Linked DNA regions of Sus scrofa: region 1 is linked to region 2. Evidence: chromatin contacts called from public targeted proximity ligation data. All regions are on one chromosome and are shown on one strand. The core of a region is the stretch at or near the end of the contact, and the rest is flanking DNA. Distances in the headings are between cores, read along the strand shown. Region 1 overlaps ERC1 (ELKS/Rab6-interacting/CAST family member 1). Region 2 overlaps WNK1 (serine/threonine-protein kinase WNK1).

What was found.
Region 1: a targeted proximity ligation map of alveolar macrophages shows a contact between it and region 2. A contact is called at or near these places in 2 of 2 datasets of targeted methods (alveolar macrophages and skeletal muscle).

Annotation. Positions count from the first base shown.
Region 1 is chr5:68,307,414-68,314,027 of Sscrofa11.1, reverse strand. It overlaps ERC1 (ELKS/Rab6-interacting/CAST family member 1), which reads right to left. Exons shown (of 20, transcript XR_002344310.1): 4 at 3,524-3,598. Among named protein-coding and RNA genes, the nearest start is that of ERC1, 87 kb to the right of the region's middle.
Region 2 is chr5:68,133,637-68,140,343 of Sscrofa11.1, reverse strand. It overlaps WNK1 (serine/threonine-protein kinase WNK1), which reads right to left. Exons shown (of 29, transcript XM_013997884.2): 28 at 1,549-1,736; 29 at 1-731. The coding sequence ends at 414. Among named protein-coding and RNA genes, the nearest start is that of RAD52, 31 kb to the left of the region's middle.

The sequences.
Region 1 (6,614 bases), core at 1,823-4,322, 170 kb before region 2:
CTTCACTACCAATCGAGCACCATGAAATCATGCACTGAGATCATAACTGCAGCTCTGAAAGCCAGGAGGCAGGCACTGACTACCCTGAAAAGAACCTGCAGGCTGCTCTCTAGGATGAGACCAGAAAATGAATGCCTGATATGCCTGACTAGTTCTACCACCAACTCAACCAGCACTCGGGCTGGGTTTGAGGAGAGTCTTTCCAAGGAGGTTTCTTACTCCTAGAATGCATAATATATATAAATGAAGTCAGTAAATTCTTTATCATCTTACTACTCTGTACTTTCCCAGCCCTGGGTCTCCCATCATTAACCCCCCCAGAGCCCATTGAAATCCTCTGCTCCAAATCTTCAATTTCCCAAAATCTTCAATTTCCCAAATCTTCAATTTCTTTTCAAAAGTTGTCCCCTACCCCAAGTAAACCCTGGCATCCCCAATGGATATAATCTCCCCAAACTCTCTCCAGTGAGGTTCACTAATCCTCCAGCACCAAAAATCAGCAGGGAAAGTGTGGGCATCCTCGAGGCTTCTCAATGCCCTTCCCTTTAAAGCTCCTTCTCTTCTTCTCTCCCCGTCCTCACTGCTGCACCAAGGGACTTCCCAATCAGCCCTGCCCATGTGAAGTCTTCAGCACCTGGCTCACAATCAACCTTTCCTTCAAATGCCACTCTTGCCATCATCCTAGGATTTTAATGTCTGAAATCCTTGACATCCTTAATTCTAATGAACTCATCCTCCAGTCCATTTTAGTATCCAGTTTTCAATACCACATCACCCAGGACTCTCCTCCCAGGCCTGTCACATCGTCACTCTCATTAACTGCCTTTCTTCCATCTCATAGAGATCCCCACTTTCCTTTCACTTTTTCATCCAACCTGTCAGTCCACTCTGAATTCTCTTCCTTCCAATCCAGGCTACATTCCTGGACTGATCATCCAAACCACTCCTTCAATTCATGTGCATCCCAGTAATTCTGCTATATCTACTCAGCAAAACTCTAACCCTACAGCAGTCTGGTAATTCTTTCCTGCTCCTCCACAGCTAAAGGAAAAAGAAAAAAATTAAAGAAGAATAGAGAAGGGAGCAGAGGGAAAAGACTGAAACAAGTACAGGGGTGGGAGAAGGGAGGAGGATGGAGAGGAGGAAAGAGAAAAGATATTATGTCACCTTGAAGACCTGCAGGCTCTTTCACAGTCTACCAATCAGCTTCCTTTTCCTTCTCTCCAGAGCTTCACAATTCTCTCAAGCTCATGCCACTCTCAGCATCTTAACTATTTCAGCTGTGATTTCAACATAACAACAACCTGACCCCACTGGGCCACTAGGATTTTGGAATCTCTTCCTTCTTAGTAGGATGGCCGAAAATTAATACAACCTAAAATAGAGTTACTGCCAGTTAAAACTGGTACACTTCCCCATGCTGTCAAAAGGCAGGTAAAATAATTCCGTAAATAGAGAGACTCATGTGTTTTATTTTTAGGTTCCAACAGGGATCAGGAAATCACATGTACAAATAAACATGTTGGAAATGTGAACATGCAATTAAACCTTTCTAAAGACTTTTTACAAGATTATGTTCAAGACTAATAACTGTCTAACTACAAAGAACTCAGAATCCGCTAATTTGGAATTTGTTTGGTAAACTCTTCCCCCAGTAAGAATAAAGATGTATACAATATAAACTAAATTTTAAGAGGAAATCATCTAAGAAATAGGTTCTCAGAACTGTACTTGAGAAATATTTATTTACATAAAGCTATTTATATACCAAAAACTAAATATTCTTGTCACATCAACAAATATTAAATGAAAGACCACAATACAAAACACTCTGTCAAACTTTTTAGGGGATATGAAGTTTCAAAAAGAGACAGAGGAACTTCCCATCAGGGCTCAATGGAAACGAACCTAACTAGCATCCATGAGGATGAGGGTTCAATACCTGGCTGGCCTCGCTCAGTGGGTTAAAGGATCTGGTGTTACCATGAGCTGTGGTGTAGGTCACAGACTTGGCTTGAATCTAGTGTTGCTGTGGCTGTGGTGTAGGCCAGCAACTACAGCTCCAATTGGACCCCTAGCCTGGGAACTTCCACATGCCACAGGTGCATCCCTTAAGAAAAAAAGAGAGAGAGAGTGCACGAGGGAGAGAGAGAAATGGGGGTTGGGGGTAGAGGAGCTCCTATCTGTAACAGTCTTCCGCCTTTTGTAAGAAAGAATACATTGGTAATAAAAATAATAATAGCAATAACAGGTAACATTGATTAAATGTTTACTATGTGCCAGGTCCTGTTTAAAGTGTTTTACTTGCTTTAACTAATTTAACCACAAAACAACCCATGGAACAGGTACTGTTATTATCACTATTTATCAACAAAGAAATTGAGGCATGAAGAGGTTAGGCACTTCTTCTATGTTATGCACTAATTAAGTAAAGCCAGATTCTGAATCTAGGGAATTTAACTCAGAAGGCAAGATCTTAATCACCAAGTAGTATAAATGTACAGCCTAAAGATTTCCAACTATTCATTAACTTTTTCTTTTTTAATTGTAGAATTTCCTTTCAGTCTTTTTCTGAGTTAACTTTCTGCTGTGATTCACAGTTTCTTGCATTATTCATTAACTTAAAGCTGAGGTCTTCAAAGTATGGTCTGTGGAACCCAGGGGGTGCCTCCTCGTCCTTTTGTGAAGTCAAAACTATTTTCCTAATAATACTATGACTTTACATGCCTTTTCCACCATGTTAATATTTGCACTGAAGATGGGCAAAAACTCGAATGACTCAGGACAACCACAACAGCACCAGAGGGTACTAGCAGTCACTGTTATTCTTCAGTGTCAGGCACTCTCAGTCAAAAAAGATAAATAAGAAAATTTTGCAAACACTGCTTCACCTAAGAATGTCCTTGGTGGAATTCCCTGGTAGCCTGATGGTTGGGGATCCAGCTTTGTCATTGCTGTGGCAAGGATCACTGCTATGGCGCAAGTTTGACCCCCGGCCCAGGAACTTCCACATGTAGCTACGCAAAAAAAAAAAAAAAAAAAAAAAAAGTCCTACTCAGTACTCAACTATTGAGTAAGTACCTTTTAATGTTCCATGTGATGAAACAGGAAGGATCCAGGCACTTCCACTGCTCCCCAGGCTAGCACTGGGTGCTCCTGGGCTGCCAGCTGAATCACATACTTCCTTCATAAAGCCCTATTCTCATTTCAGAGAAAAACTGACAAACTTGATAATCAGCAAACATTTTCTTAAAAATGGGTAAAATGAGTCACTTTAAGAGAAAAAGTGACCTGAGATCAAAAGGTTTGAGGACAGCTGATTTCAAGAAATGCTGGACAAAAGGAAATGAAACTGAAGTTCTTTTAATGGGTCACTTTCATTAAATCTTACTATTTCTTCTCAGTCTACAAAATAAGTGAAATATTACTACATACCACTTTCTGAAACTCACATGTGAAAGTATGGCCACTTGAAAGTGTGAACTGACATGTAAGATTCCTAACTAAGTAAGGTCTCACTTACCTTCATCTCAATAACAGTTTGCAGAGCTTTAGTTTTGGCAGAATCCGGGGCATTCTCAAATCTCCGATGCATCTCCTACAGAAGAGAAACAAGAGACAAACCAACTATAATGGAAAAAATAAAAATCATTAAAAAAAATTAAAAAATAAAAGAGAAGCAAGAGAGAGTAAGCGCCCTCCTTTTCACTCTTTCTTCAGAGGGGGAGTGGAGAGGTGAGGAGCAGTAGCTGCATTACTACAGCCTTGGGAGACACTGATGACTTTCTGTTTCCTGGACCTTTTCCTGCAGACCAGGAAACCCACAGACTGCATTGGGGCTAAGGGTCTCAGGAGCGTGACTGTCTCTGAACACCTGGTTTCACACACTGAGCCACTACGACAACTCACACTCCAGCACATTCCCAGGCTTGTGTATCACTCTTCCACATGACTCCAAGACATTCTCAGAACTCCAAACAATTCAAAAGGGGGTTAGAAATATTCCCCTTTTAAAAGGAGAAATCAGGAGTTCCCCTCTTGGCTCAGCAGTTAACGAATCTGACTAGCATCCATGAGGATACAGATTTAATCCCTGGCCTCGCTCAGTGGATTAAGGATCTGGTGTTGCGGTGAGCTGTGGTGTACGTTGCAGACTCGGCTCGGATCCTGCATTGATGCGGCTGTGGTGTAGGCCAGCAGCTACAGCTCTGATTCAACCCCTAGCCTGAGAACTTCCATGTGCCGCGGGTGTGGCCCTACAAAGCAAAAATAAATAAATAAATAAAATAAAACAAAAGGAGAAATCAAAGCAGTCATGGACTGCACTGTGAAAGCTACTGAAAGCATCTGTGTTGACAATACCCTTTCCACAGCCATCTCCTCCCACTGCAATAGCCACCTGGCCACCTAGGATGGAAATCTCGCTCCAGAGGGGCTACAATCAGAAAAAAAAAGAAGGTAAGGGAGTTCCCATTGTGGCTCAGCAGGTTAAGAACTCAACTAGTATCCATGAGGATTTGGGTTCAATCCCAGGCTTCACTCAGTGGGTTAAAGGATCCAGTGTTGCCATGAGCTATGGTATAGGTTGCAGATGGCAGCTCGGATCTGGCATTACCATGGCTATGATGTAGGATGGTAACTGCAGCTCTGATTTGACCCCTAGCTCGAGAAGTTCCATATGCTGCAGGTTAAAAAAAAAAAAAAAAAAAAAAAAAAAGAAGGAGGAGAAAAAAACGAAGAAGGTAAGATTGTTGAATGAGTTTCCAAAATAGGCTATGTTTAACAAATGTCAGAAAAACAGCTATTTTTTTTCAATCCAAATATCAGTGCATTCAGGATCAGAAAAGAAGGAGACAGTAGAATTCAGTTAGGGTCTTCAAGGATTACCCTGAAGCTACCAGACCTTCTCAGGCTATTTTCCTGTCAGATTTTGTGAACATCTCTGTCAGTCAGTAATTACAAATTACCCTGGGATGGCCTATAATGACCCCAGAGAATAGAGATGGATACTTTCCGTGTGGACAGTGCTGGTGAACTTCTAGACTGCCCTCTGCCTGCCTACTTGACATCTCTGTATAGATGTCTACTAAGTAACTCAAACTTATTTTACCCAAAACAAAACTCTTGATTTTCTCCCCTCTATTCTAGACCCTCCTCTGATGACTGAGGGGTATTCCTATCTCCTTAAATGGCACTACCCTGCCGGTGGCTCACACCAAACACCAGAGTGTCTCCATTCATTCCTCCCCGATCTGCATTTCCTACCACCAATTCTAGAGCAGGTCCTGATTGTTCTATCTTCAAAATAGCTCTTGAATTTAACATTCACTCCACTTCCAGTTAGTTTAAGCCTCGATTGCTACAATAGCCTCTAGTTAAATTTCCTTCCATTTCCTCTGTCCATTTTAAAGAAAGCAATGGAGGTCATCTTGATAAAGCACAAATCATGGTACTAGTCTGTTTTAAATTCTTCAATGAGTTTCCCATTGACTTGTCACTCTCTATAAGGTTAATACAACCTGACTGTAACAGGTAGAAGACTGGCCCTCTTGTCATAATCTATTTTAAAATTAGACAAATGCATGAAGAAACTTTTTAGACACTGGAAAACAAGAAGCACAAGACCATGCTCCTTGAGAGAAGAGAAACTAACAAGGTCACAGTCCAGAGTTGCTATCCAATATGTGATATAGGGATAGGAAGACCAAACAGAAAAGAGCAGTCCTGCAGAGCTCAGAAGACAGACCAACAGGTAAGAGTCCTAAAGATAGCAGAAACGAGCAGAGCAGAATAGCACAAAGAAGGTAGCTAGCCAGGAAAGCAATAGTATCTAAACTGACAGAGGTCCCCTGGAGTCTTTGGCCAAATACAAAGTGTGCACACACAGGGAAAGACTCTACAATGTCAGACACAGAACAACTACTAGGGACAGAACAACTAACAGAGAGCTATGAGCTGAGCAACGACCTGAACTGACATGGGGCTGGAAAAAATTCAAGCCCCAAATAGCCAAAGTTGGAGAAAACATCAGAGGCACTGAGGATAGACACCAGAAAGGCCACATCTTAGGAGCAGAGGGAGTCTAGCCCTGGAGGAAAGGCCATCAAGACTAGCCCCAAAAGAGTCTAAAAGCAAGGCTTGTAAGGGCCATGTTAATCCACAATTAATGCTTGTAAGAAAAAACACTTCATTAAGAACTATATCCAGTCTCTTGGGATAGACCATGACTGAAAATAAGATAAGAAAAGGACTGTATGTATGAATGGGTTCTGTACAGCAGAAACTGGCACAACATTGTAAATCAACTATAATTTTTTTAAATAATAATAAAAAATTTAAGAACACTTCATTAATAAAGACAGTAAAACCCAGAACATGTTAATCTAGAACAAAATCTGAACATGCTAGTTCAGACCATAACAATCTCTCACTTCCATGAAAGCAATAAACTCATCAGTTACCTCCCAGCCCCAGCTTGTCCACACTTAATCTATTCACTATATTGTAAACAGGCAATGGGAGTCACACAGATATTTAACAATACATGTTTAATAAATGAATGCAAAACTTTAAAATGTGTAAACAAAATAAAACAAATCCTTCTAATTCTAAAT
Region 2 (6,707 bases), core at 1,969-4,468:
GTGGTTTTGATTCTTGAGGGAATAAGTGGTTTGGGATGGGTACCAAATTAAGAGCCCCACTCCCTGCAAATGCAGATGGGCTTTGCTTTTTTCCCACTGAGCTCTCTAGTAGCTCTCTGATAAACGTGACTTTCTTTCCAAGTGCTCACTATGGGGTCTAGATGAACAACAAAGCACACACAAGAAAGCTGCCCTTTCCTTCTCACCTGCTCCAGTAAGTAAGTGGGGAGGGCAGGGGCAAATTCCCCATTCTGAGGGCTCTAAGCAGTATTAAAAACATTCCTTTCTGGCAAGAAATAACCAGTTAAATGCAGCACTAGTAGTTAGTATATAGGCTACTTTCCCACCCCCCTCCCACCCACCCTCACCATTCCATCTCCTGCCCCCAAATCTACTTCGTAATGTCTCTAGGTCTAAGTGGTCCGCAGGTTGGAACCTGGGGGGTTGCTGATGGATTTCTGCAAATTGCTGATGTTGAAATTCTGTAAGGAGGCAGTTCCCACAGGCTGGAACTGGCTGAGTGGCTGTGGTGCTGGGCCACCTGTCCCACTCCACTGTGTGCCAAAGGGGGGGGCTGGGAAACCGTACTGCTGTGGGGGGCACATAGACTTGGTGAAGTGACCTAGAGAGGTAGCTGATGCTGCAGAGATGGGGGCTGAGCCACCCAGGTTTGAGGTCATGGAGATGCACAGCTGACCAGGTGCGGAGAACTTCCTCGCCATGCCAGGGCCCTGTAAAGAGAACGAGGCCACGTGAAGCTTGGTGTGGCTATGAGATGCGTTGCACTGAAATAGGACTATAGGGCTCGAGGTATCCCGATCTTAAAAGGCACAGCAAGACCAAGACCAAGACGAAACCAGCAATCATTGTTGCCCTCCTAACATTTACCTAATATTGTTCTTTTTTTGAGTCAGATTTTGTTTTTTGCCCCACCCACAGCATACAGAAGTTCCTGGGCCAGTGATTGAACCTGAGCCATAGCAGTGACAATGGGCTCCTTAACCTGCTGTACCACCAGGGAACTCTGAGTCAGATTTTCTAAAAACTGAAGTATAGCTGATTTACAATATCATGATAGTTTCAAGTGTATAGTGATTTAGTGACAGGTGCATTTATTTTCAAATTCCTTTCCCTTACAGGTTACTACAAAATACTGAATAGAGTTCCCTGTGCTATAGGAGTTCCTTGTTGATCATCTTTTATATATAGTAGTGAGTGTATGTCAACCCCAACCTCCTCATTTATCCCCCCACTTCCCCTCTGGTAACCCTAAATTTATTTTCTATGTCTGTGGGTCTATTTCTGTCCAAATACTTGGAGGTGGGTGGTATCGAGTCTGTGTGTGCGCCCTTGTGCTCATGCATGCAGCTCAGGATGTTGAAGGAAAAGGGACGAGAAGACTGAGTTGACCGATAGGGAATGAAGGATTTAGGGAGGAAAACTAAAAGGGGACCTGGGTGATTTCTGTCTTGCCACCAGCATGATTCGGACGTGTGTTACATCGCATTGACAGATCAGCAAGCAAGATGGCACAAGGAGAAGACTGACCTCATAGCTCATGTGTCCTTTGCTGCCTCTCCTGCCTGAGAGATTCATGGCGTCTCGGGCCCAGTTATCCACCAACTTGTGCAGGTCGTCTGTGAAAGTGCCCTTCCGGCTAGACGTCATGGTAGGAGGCTGAGCCTGGGCAGCCTGGCTGCTCACTGTTCCTCCAACAGTGTTTGTGCTGCTGGTTCCTAAAGTCAGAAGAAGCAACAAAGTACACTATTAAAAGGGGCTTGGGCTGTAACTTCAGGAAGAGGAAACACTTCTTAGGATGATGAATGGCAAGCCACAGAATGGGGAGGATGAACTGGGAAGCCATGCAAGAAAGGAGGTTCCAGGATCTTATTTATTAGCCAAATCTTACTTAGGCAAAACAGGATGATAAAAACAGGTTCTCTTCGGGAGCTGCAGATGAGGCTGGACATCTAAGGGGGACAAAGGGCAAGGGGTGGGAACCTCTTTCTGCCCACTCTCGTGGCATCTTGGAAACTCACCACCAGGCCTCTACTCCCAGCGCCACCTTGAACAGGGCCAGTGGGATGGCCAATGAGGCTGGCTGCTCTAGAATATTACAGAGTAGGGCAAAAGAAGGGCATGGTTCATGGAGGAGTTGAAGGAATGCAAAGACAGGCCAGGGAAAATGGGCTCCCAAACCGCGTGATGCCATGTGGTCTTTAGCCGTTCTTTCACAGAAAGGGACGATAAGAGAAGGCATGCTCTGTTCAGAAAACTTTTTCACCTGGATGCATAAACAGAAATTGCGAACATAAACTTGGGAGAGTTAAGGCTTCAATCTCTCCCGATTTCCTATGAGTCAAAAACGTGAGCACTCATGAGGAAGGTTCTCTGTGGTGTGCCTGAGTCTTTCAACTCCAGGAGGACGTGGCTTTCCTGAAGGTGACCTCAGTTTCAATTGGCTCACCTTCCCCCCCCTCTTCCCAGAAGAGCAAGCACTCTCATGTGGAAGCAACAGGACATCCAGCTGCGGTAGGGGTGCCAGGGGAGGAGGAAGCTCGGGGGTTGTGATGAAGGAGTTCTATCTCTATGGTGTGATGAGAAACAAAGGAGAAGTCTGTGGCCTGCCTGATTTCGGCTCTGCTGGAGGGCACACTGAAGATTATTCGAGGAGGCAAGTTTAGGGAAGAGGGAAAGAAGAGTCATGGTCTTGTTTTTTTCCCCTCACCCCCCACTTTCTTACCACATCTCACATTTGCTACAGAATAAATAAAAGCTACTATAGTAAGTTGTGAGCCTCTAGGACTTAAGACATCCAAATAATGCGGGGGCTAAATATTTAAATACACACGTTCCTGTTTTCAAGGTCAAGGCAGCACCAGAGCACAGCAGCACACCTGAAGCAACTCTGCCATTAAAAGCCCTCTAATCTATTACTGGTCCTGAGTCCAGTTTACACCCTACACCCGGGGAATGGCACACACAAGCACGTCTGCACTGGGGAACAGCTAGTTCCGAGGTGAAGCTGCAGAGTGAGGAAGGTCACATGCTTCTTACCACCAAGGCAAGACACAGGACTACTGCAGGCGTGGCCTCAGTGCTCGCAGAGCCACGGGGCTGGGGGGTGGGGGGAGGGGGTTACTGCACATACAGTGTGAAGGGAAGAGTCAGTTCCCTACGGACAGGAAACCCAGGTGGAAAAGTGGGGAGGCAGGAGTGAGACAGTGTGGGAGGGAAGCACAGGCAGTGGTGGTTATGAGGAAACCAGAAAGCAAGCGTGTCACACGCATGAGGACAGCATCCTCCTCGAATGAGTATTGCTTCAGGAGCTGGATGGTCAGTGAGACAATGAAAACGAAACAAATAGTCACAAGTGAGCAGAGCTTTCAAAAGCCAAATACAGAAGCTGGCAGAGGTGAACACTGCTGGACACAACTCGTTCATGCTGGGGTCACACTCTCTAGTCTCATGCTAGTCGCCTTTGATGCTGTGAGGCCCCTTTATAACCGAATTTCATTTTTCATTTTCATCCATGTTACGTGATACTGGATTCTGAAAGTGGGGTTTATACCACGAGGGAGAGGCAACCATACAGCTAACATTCTTATTCTGGCTTCTGAAAACAGATCTCCACATTAGAGAAGGAAACAAACACACTCCTTTCTGACCAGAAATTAACTCCCAGGAAAAGCTGACTTAGTAATAAAATCTAGGAAAATGCGTAGTGTGCTTGTTTGGTCCACTGTAGCAGTAAAATGTTTTAAGGACACTGGCAGCACGTAGATATTTCTGAGAACGCTGCTTGCCTTCCAGAGAGGCTGCTGGCTAACCTTTAAGCCTTTTTTCGGTTCTGCTGAAAAGCTCTAAAAGTAGCATCCTTTACCACCCAAAATTCCCTAGCTGAACTCTTCTCCTGCCTTAACACATTCCCCCACCCCCACAAATCCAGTAACAAGAGCCTATTACGAGCCACAACTTACTGCCCAGTGTCCCAAGCACAGAGTTTTCTGGAGGAACCTCTCGGTGGCCTGCTGGGCCGTAGAACTGTCCACACTTTCACGAGAAGCCACCTGTCTACAATGCTGTCCCTGTCCTCACTGCCCAGCAGCTGCCTCCCACTGTGATATGAGGGCATGACTCTGGCTGCTGTAATCCCTGCTGACTTTCCAGTGTGCCCGCAGCGGCTGGCACACGTGGTGACTTCTGACTACAGGACTCTCTCCCTAAGGAGCTAGGCACCCCTGATCCTTCTACACACATCCACGGGTGCCCTCCCCTCCCCCACAGTGGGGCTGTCATCTAGGGCACTATGTGGTGACCTAAAATCTGGAGGGACAGCCAGTGACAGCAACTGAGCGTGTTAAAGACGAAACCAGAGAAGGGTGCAGCACCAGCCAAATGGAAGCTGGAAATCCAGGAGTTGTGAGGCTTCGGGGTTCAAAGACCTCAAGGGCAAAAGGCTTTGCAATCAAGGACCAGAAGTAACAGAAAGAAAAGATAATTACTACAGAGCTGGTTGCAAGGACAGACTTTTTTCACCATCTTCCCTGAAGCACAAAGAGAGAGCAATGTGTTAAAGATAAGGAAACATCAGTGTAAAATATTTAGAATCTCTAAACAGCACATAGAGTCCCAGCAAGAGAAAGCAGGAGGGGGACAGACTGGAGGGACCTGGGAGCCCTGTCACAGACACTGTTCTGTGCGATGGACCTGACTGGCTGTTGGCCTTGACATGGTGACCTGGGGTACCTGGCTGACAGAAGTCAAGTTTCCACACCCAATCTTTGTATCTGAAAGAATAATGCCCCGCGTCAAAGTTCTGGCATGGGGAGGAACTCCAGTTTCTCAGGTCTCACTGCTTGAATTTCAAATACCCAAGCAGTCTCTCCACCGATCCTGTCCCACTTTCTGTTTCTCCTGCTGGGTTGTTAAAAAGCACTCAATTAAATGCATTAGCAGTTCTACCACAGAAGGCTAACAGATGGTACCATTGTTACAGTTTTAATTTAAATTGGCTCATATATTTCCACATCCTAATGTACATCCTAACCCCTCCCCCCAGAAAAATCTTTAAAAGCAATTTTTGAACATAAATAAAGCATTAAGCCAAGCCGTGCTTCCAAACTGTACTCTTATTTTGAGAGCTTAGAGTAATGCATCCCAGATTAGCTAGGAGCTCATGTCTGGGAGCCCCTGTTTCTCTCTGCATTTGCTATAATCTTGTGATTTGTTCACCAAGGCTTATGTGATGTGTACTGACAGAGATAGGACCTCTCATTTTAGACCCAGAAGGAAGTGCTAAGATTTAACACTTCTGACCACTTTCATGTGAACAAAGTGTAATACCACCTACCTTTAAAAGTGTAAAGAGAATTTACTGAATTAATTAAGCTGAAGTGGTACCCATCACACTCTACTTCCTTCACAAGAAAAGCCTTGGTTTTCTTTCTTCCCTCTTAAGACACTTCAGCCTGCAGAATAACATAGGCCTGACACATCACATTCTACTTTAAAAACACTTGTCTCTTCCTGTTAGTGTTTTTTCATCTTTCTAGCTGGAAATACAAATTAAATGCTTACTTAAGTGTCAAGGAGCTAATGTTCTTGGTCTAGCTTGGCCTAACCAGAAAAGCTATTGATCTGAGTGCCCACAAATCTACCAAATTGGGTAATGCCTTCCACTTCCCTCTTTGTTAAATAGCTCTGGACTAGTGCTATGTGAGGCCCAAGGACCTCTGAACCATACTCAGAAACAATGATGGCCTTAGCACATGCATTTAAAAAAGCACTTCAATAACCACATCAGAAGTTTGAAGCCTTACAGAAAAGATCTTTATCTAAACTCTAGCAAAGGTTTTCTACTTGATCCTTATTTTATTTTTGTTTTAACACTTTTTATTTCAATATATGTCTATCGACTACCTGCTATGTGCCAGGAAGGCTCTGGCTACTCAGAGAAATGCTGTTTCCCCAGTGCGCTCTGCCTCGTGCACGTGATCTTATCTGGTCTGGCAGGACCACCTTCATTTCACACATGGGGAGATGGGCTGGAGAGGCTGGGTGACTTGCTATTGCACCTTGTTTGGGGGAAGAAAGCTGGGAAATCCCAGCAATTTTGTTAAATAGCCCATTTTCACTTATAGGTGTTGACCTTTGGTATTTGATAAGCTTTATGAGAAGAACTACACTGAACCCTTTTTTGAAATACTGATTTTATGGATTTAGAGGGTAGTGGTGGTGAAGGCATCCAATGAAGAGACTCTGGCATCTTTTCAATTAATAGACAGTTATGCTTAATCGAGATTAAAAAATTAAAAGATTCTAATCTACTCTGAAAAAGAACAGAAAAACAGGGTATAACGTTTACCTGCACCTGTGGTCAAGAGGTTCTCGGTGATTTCTCATGCCAGAGCAAGGGGCAGCACTAAACAGGACTGTGTGTTCGGCATTCATTATGCTGAATGACCTAACAGTCCCTGCAGCCTGGACACCACATCTGCCCTCTGTCAAAGGCCTACTGAGAGGCCCAGAAAGTTACTTTGAAGTTTACAGAAACCTATTGTTATTTCTACATGTTTTTTCATAATTACAGAGACCCAAACTTCTGAGGGTAATCATCATTCAGCCAAGCCACTGAGTAGATGATATACAAAGAACAAATGAAAATGGACTGCGTGAAACATCAGATCCAAGCGGCAGAAACACGA